Linked DNA regions of Sus scrofa: region 1 is linked to region 2. The links are chromatin contacts, called in public HiChIP or PLAC-seq maps. All regions are on one chromosome and are shown on one strand. The core of a region is the stretch at or near the end of the contact, and the rest is flanking DNA. Distances in the headings are between cores, read along the strand shown.

Region 1 (5,644 bases), core at 1,176-3,675, 34 kb before region 2:
CTCAAAAAAAAAGCTGAACCTAAAAAAAAGGTAAATTTGAATTGGAATTTTAGGTTTCTATTCAATAAAGGATGCCATTATATAGAAAGTAAAAAGGGGAGTTCCCGTCGTGGCGCAGTGGTTAACGAATCCGACTAGGAACCATGAGGTTGTGGGTTCGGTCCCTGCCCTTGCTCAGTGGGTTAATGATCCGGCGTTGCCGTGAGCTGTGGTGTAGGTTGCAGACGCGGCTCGGATCCCGCGTTGCTGTGGCTCTGGTGTAGGCCGGTGGCTACAGCTCCGATTCAACTCCTAGCCTGGGAACCTCCATATGCCACGGGAGCGGCCCAAGAAATAGCAACAACAAAAGACAAAAAGACAAAAAAAAAAAAAAAAAAAAAAAAAAAAGAAAGTAAAAAGGACCAACCACAGCCTAGGAGACAGCTTTTAAGTGCATAGCACGGCTGAAGGATTCCTATCAAAATATATCAAGTACCTCCCCAAAATAACAACGGGTTGAAGACAGAGAGATAACAAAGAAAATCTGAAGAGCAATAAACATTCAAAAAGACCTTCAACTTCACTAGTAATCGGGGAAAAGAAAACTAAAGCAACATGAAAAAACTCGCCATAACAATCAGAATAGGCAAAAATGCTGAAATGTGACATCACTGAGGAAAAGGAGTTGCATAGCTACTGGCGAGTGTAGGATTGTCCAATCACCTGGAGAGGACTGACCAACCCTGCTGGGCCCTTCCATTCCTTAGCACACACCCAGAGGAATGTGCACACTACAAGGAGAGCTAGAGCAAGTACATTCATTGCAACAGTGGAAAGCTGGAAATGACTCCAAGGTTCATCGGTGGGAGAAAGCACCAACAGGCTGTGGTACACTCACTTCATGGAACTCTGTAGGACAATTAAAATCAACCAAAATTACAAGAACTGAAATAGATAAATCTCAAAACACATTTAGCAAAAAGAGCCACTGCATAAAGATATTAATACCATTTATGTAAAATGTTTATATACTATTTATAGATTCATTTAAATATAATAAATAAAATCACACATGCAATCATAAATACAAAATTGAGGATAATGGTCAGTCTAGGAAGAGAAGGCAAAGGAAAAAGGAAAGGTTCATAAGGATCTCCAAATTTATAACTGCTTCACTTCCTAAAATAGGATCTCACAAAACAAACAAACAAACAAAAACACAGAAGAACATTAAGGTATGACAAGTCTGGGTAGCAAATACTCAGGTTGTGTAATATTGCTAATCCAGGTCCTCTGCCAAGTACCTGTAGTACACGAAGGCAAAGAGCTTAGAGTTTGTCTAAGTCTTGTGATCTCAAAATAATACAAGTTATAAAACAGCTAGCACCTCCTGCTCTATCTCACCTCTCTGTGTCTTTTGCACTGTCTTCTCAAGACTGGAAAACCCTATCCTCAAATATGTGTCTGGTGTATTCTGAATGGCATCTAAATTCCAAATCCCAGCCTATAGAGCTCTTACACTGCCCTAACTCTACCTTATCCATCACCCCTATCTCTGTCCACCTCTATCTCATGGTGCCCACATCACCTTTAACACACTGTGCCAGGCTGGAGATCAAACATGCTTCCTGGCACTGCAGAAACGGTGCCAATCCCACTGCAGCACAAAGGGAACTCCCAACTTTTCTTTTTAAATCTTCTTCCCATGGGGAGTTCCCGTCGTGGTGCAGTGGTTAACGAATCCAACTAGGAACTATGAGGTTGTGGGTTTGGTCCCTGCCCTTGCTCAGTGGGTTAACGATCCGGCGTTGCCGTGAGCTGTGGTGTAGGCTGCAGATGCGGCTTGGATCCCGCATTGCTGTGGCTCTGGTGTAGGCCGGTGGCTGCAGCTCCGATTAGACCCTTAGCCTGGGAACCTCCATATGCCGCGGGAAGCAGCCCTAGAAAAGGCAAGATAAAAAAAAAATCTTCTTCCCAGGTCTTTACTCTTTTGTGTACTTACTTTTTTTCTACTATTAGACTCAGTAGATCTTTTACCTTCCCAATATGATACTCCATTTAAAAATTCTCAGCTTGGAGTTCCCGTCGTGGCTCAATGGTTAATGAATCCGACTAGGAACCATGAGGTTGTGGGTTCGATCCCTGGCCTTGCTCAGTGGGTTAAGGATCTGGCGTTGCGGTGAGCTGTGGTGTAGGCTGCAGACGTGGCTTGGATCCCGTGTTGCTGTGGCTATGGTGTAGGCTGGCAGCTACAGCTCTGATTAGACCCCTAGCCTGGGAACCTCCATATGCCAAGGGAGCGGCCCTAGAAATGGCAAAAAGACAAAAAAAAAAAAAAAAAAAAAAATCTCAGCTTATTTGAAAACAGCAACAGTATGAGACACACCCTGTCCTACCAGGCTCATAAGCTCAATCTGCTATCTATGGACATATGACAACACAGGGTATCTGTTTCATGGGCATGACTAAGTGCTCTGCATTTAGCAAGCAGGCAATGTCCAGGGCACAACTCCAACTGCTATGTGTTGGTTTTCCATATTCTGGGAAGAAAAGGTCTTTTTTACAGATTGCCAAATCCTTCTGATAGTGGCTTCCTATAAGCAGGGTCCCTGTGCTAGGAGACCGTCAGGCTACATCCAAACACCAGAATTCGCACATCCTGGAAGTCTTTTACACAGTCTCACACTCATACCCTTGGTCATCTAGAGATGGAGGCTCTATGGAGATTCTCCTCCTCATTTCTCAGAACCAAGGCCTAAAGAGAGGTAACACTCAAGTATGGTCACACACAGCCTGTGGCCGGAACATGAACTGAAGAAACTACAACCAGAGTCGCCCAGTCTTCCTGACACAGCCATTCATTTTAAACACTACACATGCACACTCACATTACCCTCTGCCACATCAGAGGGACTCAAGGGTAGCCCAAGAATACATCTCAGCTGAACTTGCCCCTCTCCAGCTATAAAAAGCTGCCAAAGCTCTTCTACTGAGAAAATAGGTAGTGGGAATGGGTACTTCATTCCTCAGTGGCAATTCCCACCACTAAGACTGAGCTCAGCACTGCTCCAAACCCCAGCAAAATCCAACTCTGTGAAGAAGGACCTTCCCGGAGCCTTGGTGAAACTCCACGCAGTCTGAACACAAGCTCAACAGCCACGGCACACTGTGTGAAAAATGGGTGTACTTATTTTCTCCAATTGTGACAATGAGGCAGAAATAAAAAGTGAACTTTTCAGCAATGCCTAAAAGGTGGTATTCTTTGTAAAACAAAACATAAAAATCTGCCCTAGAAGTAGGTATATTTAAACTTTACCAGATCAAAACAAATAAATAAATAAAGTTTACCAGATCAGTCAGTAAGGACACAACTAAGGAATCAAAAGCATTACGCAGTGACAGGCAAGGATCCCAGATACTTGAGAAAGAGTTCAGCAGAATCCTTCTGGCCATCTTCCTGTCACCCATACTAATCCCTATCTATCAGCAAACGAAGCATATGCTGTGTGAGTGGTGTCTGTATCTGTTTCTCTCCCCCGCCCCCACTGCATATGTATCTCTATTCGACCACAACAGGAGACACAAGGATCTGCAACCCTACCCTATCCACACAACCTTGGGTCCCTGAGAAATAGAGGATTCCTCTGGAATTCCAGCCCCAAGAAAGAAACAGCTCTGTTCCACTAAGGCTACCTCCCAGAGGTTATGAGTGCCACACGTGCAAAGGAGGCTCAGTCGACAAATACTTTTTCCACTCAAAAAACACAAGGAACAAATGTATACATGGTACTAACTCAATTCATAGTAAACTTATCATTTCCCCATTTGCAGAAAAACCCACAGGGAATGAAACTTTAAAATGTCTTAACTATAAAAACTCTGAGGAGTTCCCATCGTGGCTCAGTGGTTAACGAATCCGACTAGGAACCATGAGGTTGAGGGTTCGATCCCTGGCCTTGCTCAGTGGGTTAAGGATCCAGCATTGCTGTGAGCTGTGGTGTAGGTTGCAGATGCGGCTCGGATCCCGTGTTGCTGTGGCTCTGGTGTAGGCCAGCAGCTACAGCTCTGATTCAACCCCTAGCCTGGGAACCTCCATATGCCGTGGGAACAGCTCAAGAAATGGCAAAAAAAAAGATAAAAAAAAAAAAAAACTCTGAAAGAATGGCTCCCTACTAGTTTTTACCAAGAATGAAGGAAAAGTTGTGAGATTCAACCCATTATTAACCATACAAAATAAGGCAGAGGCAGCCCACCCCACCATTTGGAGGAACTACTAATCTCCAATAGCTATATAAACTAAAAATAGTACTTAAAACTGTCAAACTGCTGCCATTCACCATGGTAATTGAAACGTTTAAGGAAAATGGGATTTTCTTTTTATAGCCAAACCAAAAATAACAAAATTCCATAAGCTTGCTTTAAGTGGTTTTGGAAAAGTCAAAATAAATAATCTTAAACAACCACTTTATGTTGCATCTAACAAAAAGGCTTTTGTCCAGACACTCAGAAGTTAAAATTAAATATTAAATGTCAGTCTAATATTAATATAAAAATTCTAGAGGGTTAATCAGTTTAAAACTGTTCAATCTGATGGCCAACAGGATGTACTCAACACAATGGAAAACAATAGTGTGAAGTCATTGCTTATTTGGGCTTCAAATACCAAAAAGACAGGCAGATTTCTCTGTTTTGAGTTTAAAACAGGCCTTTTTCACTTCTTAGTGTCAGATGAGGAAGGTGTTGAGTCAAATCTCTGGGGACAATGCAAGGTATCATCCTAAAACTGTTCATAGCTCAGGAGGCATATAAGGTTTCCATTACATGAGACCAAGTTCCTACCTGGCCTGTGCGCCATAGGAGTATCACCAGAGATGTCGGGGCAGCCTGGCGAAGACACCATTAGGGAGCTCGGGAACCCCCAAGAGTCCAGGGTCACATACACAGCAAGAGATTTCAAAGTAAAAACATGTGGGAAAAAAATTACCACCTGTGAGAAGCAAGCACTACACAATAGTCTACCAAACAGAAAAGCTATCTGAACACTTTTCTTACTTGGAAAATTCTTGCAAACTCTCAGTTATCACAAATACCAAAAGCAGAGGTTCCCGGAAGGGCAGTGGTTTCTGTTGATGGTAGTTTGGGTTTCTCAACAAAGGCAGGAAGGAAGTAAAGATTTTCTACCTGGGTACAAACCCACTCAGGTGCAAACACATCCTGGAGGAAGGGAAGAAAGACAAGGTTCAGATGCCAGACTGAATGGCCACTCCACTGGACCATGGTTTTTAACCTGGGTAGATTTTTAACATTTTATGTGATACAGCTCACTGAAAAACAGCTCCTTCTACACTCCACTGAGCTCCATATGCTGCTGTTAAACATTATTCAGTATTCAACCATTCACACAAAACAGTTGAGAGTTATTTTTTCCATTATACTACACAAAAATAAAAAATAAGTACCATAGGAGTTCCCTGGTTCAGCAAGTTAAGGATTTGGAGTTGCCACTGCTGTGGATCAGGTCACTACTGTGGCATGGGTTTGATCCCTTGTCCTAGCATGGAACCTTTGCATGCCATGGGCATGGCCAAAAAAAAAAAAGAAGAACCATACCTCAAAACCAATTGCTAATCTGACTTCAACGAATTAAGTTTAGAAAATAAAATAA
Region 2 (6,189 bases), core at 2,803-5,302:
CAAACTAGGTTTGAATCCTAATTCTGACACTTAACAGTTGTGTGACTGTGGGAACACTCCTTCATCTGTGACTCAGTTTGTTAGGCCACTATCAAGGATTCTCACAAACGTTAGCAATGATGCATATACAGCAGAAACACAGAAGACCCTCAACTGTGGCTGATGTAGATCCATCGCATCACTGACCCAGGGCTCAGGAAAAGGCTGGAACAACTGTGAAGTTAAAAGACTGAACATGCTCTCATGTGTCACAACAAGGATGAATACACATTTACTCTCAGAGGTTAATATACCAGCCCTGTCTGCCCAAGAGGAAAAGCAATGCCCCCAGCTAAAGTAAGAAATAAGGTTGTTTAAAGTTTTTAATAAACAAATGCCATGCTTCTCCTTTTCTAAACAACAATCCCAGTCTAAGTGGCCCCAAGGTCCCTCCAAACTCCATCATATTCATTGTTTAAGAGACACCAGCAAACTTGCAGAAGAGGTGGTTTAAATTCTTGGTCACGCTCAATCTTCTGGCCCACACGTTCCAGAATGCAGTCTCCTCCCCCATCACAGCTTGGTATCCCCTTTGCTCAAACTTTTCAGCCAGTCTCCAGAGCTGCCTCCTCCTCCCTCATTGCTCCTTTATTGGCTGCCCTCACAGCCAGAGGTCCTTTTCCCACCCCTCCCTGCTACTACCTATGGGGCCACCAGCAAGATCTTTCTAAACAGAGGTCTGGACCATGCCACTCCACTGAGGAAAAGCTTTCCTGCACCTTGAGTATGAAATGTGAACTCCTGAGCTCAGTAAGAAAGGTCTAGGGCTCCCACCTGCCAAGCTGGAGGACTCACAAGTGCTATTTTAGGCACTCATATACATGTGGTTCTTCTGTGTTGGGACCTTGCTGTCCCCTGGCTAATTCCTGCTGGCCCTGCAAGAATCAACTCAGGAATTCCCTCTCTCCTCAGGCTCCCAAAACACCATGTTAGTGGTGGGACACTTAGTGCGGCAGACACTATCAATCATAGGTTCCCCATGCCCCACTGTCCACAAAACTGAGTTCCTTATGAGCAGAATCAGCCTCTTTCATGTGGATCCCCTGGACTTGTCACAGTATTTGCTAAGTAGTGAAGCCAAATATTTGTTAAATAAATGAATGCATTTTGCCAAATAAATTTTTCAGCCTCTTTAAACAGAGGCACATAACAACACAAGCGTTCATGTTCCAACCAGATGTGTGCCTATATAGTACTTTTACTTTTGAGAGTATCCCACAGACCTTGAGCTGGCTCACACTAGGCATCCAACTCCCTCCTCAAATGGCTTCTCAAACTCCTTTAAGCATGCAGGCCAGGAGCTCTTATTCCTAGACTCCAAGGCAAACCAAGTTTAATTCAGCTTCTCCATATTCACACTATGCCTCCAATGTTGAATTCTTTTTTAAAAGGGGACATTCCAAAATTATGTCTCCGAACACTAAGCACAGAACAACTTGATAAAGTTATAACATCCCATCTACACCAAACTTCAAAACACCTGGTAGCACATCCAACTCTTCTTTATCTGGACTTATGTCCTATAAACACCACCCTCCCTGCACAGAGTCTGGCTTCCATGCCAGGAACCATGCCTGCTTGCTTATTTAAGGAAACAGCAGGCCCTACTCTTAACTTAGAACTCTAGGCTATAACCGAGCTGTCCCAGGCTGCAGCTCTCGCCAAAGCAAAACTTCATGCATGGTCACCATTAAAACTGGTTCTGAACTAAGTTCACAAACCTAAGAGCTTCTCAAGTCACAGAGACTAAAATATGCATTTTAAATTAGTAGTTGTTTGTATGAAATTAACTTGGAATTTATGGCAAAAGGATTCTAAACCGAGAGAGCATTTTCTCTGAAGACATTTTCCAAATATACCCGCGGGAGAATACGGTTTTCCAATACCTAATAAAAAGACGAAAAGGTAGTAGCAGGCTTCCGAAGAAACCCAAGTGTATACGTGTGTGGACGGGTGACCCCAGAGCTCTGAGTGCTCCAAGACCCAGCAGCTGTGGCACTCTTCCCTGCCTCCCGCGGGGGCTCAACGCCCCATTCTCTGGCTCTGGCCAAACTGGGCCGCGCGACCCTCTGTGGAAGCCCGGGAGGCAGTCCGCAGGTCGTACACGCCCGCGGCCGACGCGCAGGCCCCTCGCTCCCGCGAGCGCATTCCGGGCTGAGGCCTGGCCCATCACCGCGGCGCGCAGCCTGGGCCCGGACGTCGGACGCCCCCAGCCTTGGCCTGAAGGGCCGAGAACAACGGGATGGCTCTACCCCAGCCGAGCCGCCGCCTCACCCGCAAGGACGTCCGCGACCGTGTCGCCGCCCCGGGCCAAACAGCGAGCAGCAGCAGGTGTTCCTCGGAAGGCTAGGACGGCGGCGGGGGACCGGCGGCGCACTCACCGAGCCCCGGCTAGTGGGCTGCAGCAGGTGCTCGCTCTTCCGGGCCGCAAGACTCCGTCGCCTCTCCCCGGGGACTCGGAGCAATGCTGCCGCTGCCGCTGCCGCTGCCGCTGCCGCGCCGCCGCCGCCGAGCCCAAGGAGCGCGAGCGCCGCACCGCAGCCTCAGCGCGAGCACGTACCGAGCGGTGAGAGGGCGCCGAGCGCGAGGGCGGGGCGCGCGGCCGGAGCCTAGCAACCCCCTGACACGCGAGTGCTGCAGCCAATCCCGCGGCCAGCTCCGTGCGGCGCCGACCGACAGTCCCCGCGACGCCCGCTTCTGCCTGCGTCGGCCGCCCCGCAGAGCGCCGCACCCGCGCAAAGGCTCCGCCCCCGCCCGCGCCAGCGTCGCTCTGCCTATTGGCCCGCCACGCCCCCACCCGAAAAGACACGCCCCATCCTGGAAATCCCGCCCCGCGGCGAGCCAAGTCCGCCCCTAGAACACGCCCCAAGCTGTCCGCGTCTCGGGGAGCTCTCAGACCTGGGAGCGGGGGAGGGGCGCCGCGCCCAACCTCAGGCATTTGAGCCGCTGAGAATCATCCAACCTACCCGGGTGGTCAGGCTTAATGACTGGCCCTGCCGCAACTAGCCATCCATAGACTGCCTTTGGCCCTGCTGATTTCTCTCTAACGCAGATCAGGTACTTCTAAGCCAAGAAAACACTCAGGAAGCGTCCTCTAAATTGCAAACGATGATGGCCCGGTTGCCCGCCTCCTATACTAATGAGGAAACTGAGGCGAGGACCGGAAGGGCAGGGAGCCGCGCCCCTCTCCGGGTGCCCCCAGCAGGCGGGGGCGTCCAGGAAGTGGCTCGGGCCTGACCCTCGTCCCCTCCTCCTGCCCTCAACACCCGGAATCCGATGCTCCTCAGGCGCCAGAAATAGCTCTGACCCGCTGGCTCTGGTCACTCACTCAAGGCCCGCATTCTTTCAGGGGGTGGGGGGAAGAAAGGCGGGTAGTTACTGCTGAGGTCTGTCTCCCTTAAAGGGGAGGCTCCTACAGACGCTCTCACTGTCCCTAGGGCTTACCTAGCCACCCCCCCACACCTCAAAGGCCTCAGATGCTTCAGTTACTAGACCTGAACAATTACTCAACGGGTCGGGGTATGGGACCTGTGGTGGACTCTGTTCCCTGTGCAGAATGTGTCCATCCCTTCCTGGGCCTGTGGCCAGGCTGGAATTCCAGGCCCGCACTCTTGTCAGCTATTACATTCTGAACACAGAATTGGCTACTGCCTGCCAGAGGTTGCTCATGGGATCCTGGTGGAACTGGGTTTCCCCTGCTTTCTTCCTCTCCTTAGGAAAGACTGGGAGAAGCAGACTCCAGAGAGAGAAAAAATGAATGCCCCGGAAGTTCCCCTTTAGGCTCAGCAGAAACGAATCCAACTAGTGAATCCAACTAGTATCCGTGAGGATGCAGGTTCTATCAGTGAGTGTGCTATCCTGCTTTACTGTGAGCCATGTTATAGTCACGGACAAGGCTCAGATCCGGTATTGCTGTGGCTGTGGCGTAGACTGACAGCTGTAGCTCTGATTTGACCCCTAGCCTAGGAACTTCCATATGCCACCAGTGCGGCCCTAAAAAGCAAAAAAAAAAAAAAAAGAATGACCCATCTCCCAAATGCACATACCTGTTTGCGATTCTTTTACTTTTCTTATTAGGGCCACAACTGCAGCATATGGAAGGGTTTGAATCAGAGCTGCAGCTGCCAGACTACCCCACAGCCACAGCAACACCTGATCCAGTCTCATCTGCAACCTCCACAGCAGCTTGTGGCAACACCAGATCCTTAACCCACTGAATGAGGCCAGGGATCAAACCTGCATCCTCATAGATTCTAGTCAGGTTCATAACCCTTGAGCCACAATGGGAACTCCCTGTGATATTTTTTTTTAGGCCTCACCCTAGCATATGGAAGTTCCCAAGCTAGGGGTGGAATCAGAGCTGCAGCTACTGGCCTACACCATACCCACAGCAATGTGGGATCCAAGCCTCATCTGTGGCCTATACCATGGCTCATGGCAACACTGGATCCCCAACCCACTGAGCAAGACCAGGGATCGAACCTGCATCTTCATGGATACTAGTCAGATTCATTTCCACTGCACCATGATAGGAACTCCTTCCCTTTGATTCTTTAAACTTAAATTCATGGGCTCCAAACTTCATACAGACCAGAAAAAGAAGTAAAGACTAAGGAAAATCCACAAAAAAAAAAAAAAAAAAAAAAAGGGGAGTTCCCGTCGTGGCGCAGTGGTTAACGAATCCGACTAGGAACCATGAGGTTGCGGGTTCGATCCCTGGCCTTGCTCAGTGGGCTAACGATCCAGTGTTGCCATGAGCTGTGGTGTAGGTCGAAGACACGGCTCGGATCCCGCGTTGCTGTGGCTCTGGCGTAGGCTGGCGGCTACAGCTCCAATTCGACCCCTAGCCTGGGAACCTCCATATGTCGTGGGAGCGGCCCAAGAAATGGCAAAAAGACAAAAAAAAAAAAAAAAAAGACTAAGGAAAATCCCCAAATCATTCTTTAGATATTAAAACTTTAAAAAATCCAGCTCTGGGAGTTCCCGTCGTGGTGCAGTGGTTAACGAATCCGACTAGGAACCATGAGGTTGCGGGTTCGGTCCCTGCCCTTGCTCAGTGGGTTAACGATCCGGCGTTGCCGTGAGCTGTGGTGTAGGTTGCAGACGCGGCTCGGATCCCGCGTTGCTGTGGCTCTGGCGTAGGCCGGTGGCTACAGCTCCGATTCAACCCCTAGCCTGGGAATCTCCATATGCCGAGGGAGCAGCCCAAGAAATAGCAACAACAACAACAACAACAAAAAGACAAAAGACAAAAAAAAAAAAAAAAAAAAAATCCAGCTCTGAAATTTAGCTTCTTTGAAAAGGCTAAAAATGCAGAAAATTATGAGTTTCTAAACAAAATACATTCTTTCATTCACTCCTTCAACTTACAGCGTGTCCTCCCCTCCCCCAAACATACACCAGACACTGCTTTGCAGCCCTAAATTCTGCTGGGGATTTTAGTGTCTGACTGTACAATTATATGTAAATGTTCTTCCAAAACAAAAGACAGCAGTGAGCACAGACCTCATCCTTCTTACCATCTACACAGAAGCTACTGCTCTTTAGTCCTCATTGACCATCCATGGATGCTAGAGTGACTCCCCTTCATTTTTGGCATTGGTCTTGCTAGATGAGACACCATGCCTCAATCTGGCCTCCAGGGACCCAGCACCACATGCCCAAGCTTCCCTAGAGCTCTAGCTAAGGGAAGGTCTTTACCTCAACTACTTAGTGCCAAAAGGTGGGGTAGGATCTTCTTAGTCCTAGGAGGAGGGGAGCAAAAACCAGAGTTTGCCTGAAGCTCTCACAGCAAAATCCTTCCAGTCTCTGCCTCTCTAGGTTTGGGACTCAATTGGAGATGCTATGGTCTGAGCCTCAGGCTGGCCCCAATGCTCACCTGCTCCTGCAACCTTCCAGCCTTGGCACTTCCCTCCCAGGCCAGAACAACTGTGAGTTCTGGGCCTCATTGGTGGCTTCCTTTTTTGTCTAGAATTGGGGTTTCCACAACCCTCTGTTCCTTCAGGCCCTAGAAGGCAAGAGGCCTGAATGGCCAGAGTTGGACCAGCCTTTTGGGGCCTAACAAGCCACTACTGGAGCCCAACCGTTCCCATGGAATGCATAGCAGAGTAAAGAGGGAGGTGGCCATCTCCATGTACGCCAAGGCTGGAT

The links. HiChIP or PLAC-seq counts read pairs in DNA pulled down with a chosen protein or histone mark.
Region 1: a contact with region 2 is called in an H3K27ac HiChIP or PLAC-seq map of skeletal muscle. The contact joins the enhancer-like site here to the promoter of DAG1 in region 2. A contact is called at or near these places in 9 of 47 Hi-C or Micro-C datasets (adipocytes, embryonic fibroblasts, heart right ventricle and 3 more) and 2 of 2 datasets of contacts at active chromatin or transcription factors (alveolar macrophages and skeletal muscle).

The regions. Positions count from the first base shown.
Region 1 is chr13:32,059,057-32,064,700 of Sscrofa11.1, reverse strand. The region is part of intron 1 of DAG1 (dystroglycan); the gene reads right to left. Among named protein-coding and RNA genes, the nearest start is that of DAG1, 34 kb to the right of the region's middle. Within about 2 kb of position 2,425, at least 11 of the 83 cell types and tissues checked have an H3K27ac peak or open chromatin away from gene starts, as enhancers often do. A contact at or near this core is called in alveolar macrophages, embryonic fibroblasts and skeletal muscle, where this site is marked.
Region 2 is chr13:32,025,882-32,032,070 of Sscrofa11.1, reverse strand. DAG1 (dystroglycan) reads right to left here and starts at 4,052. Exons shown (of 3, transcript XM_021068744.1): 1 at 3,006-4,052.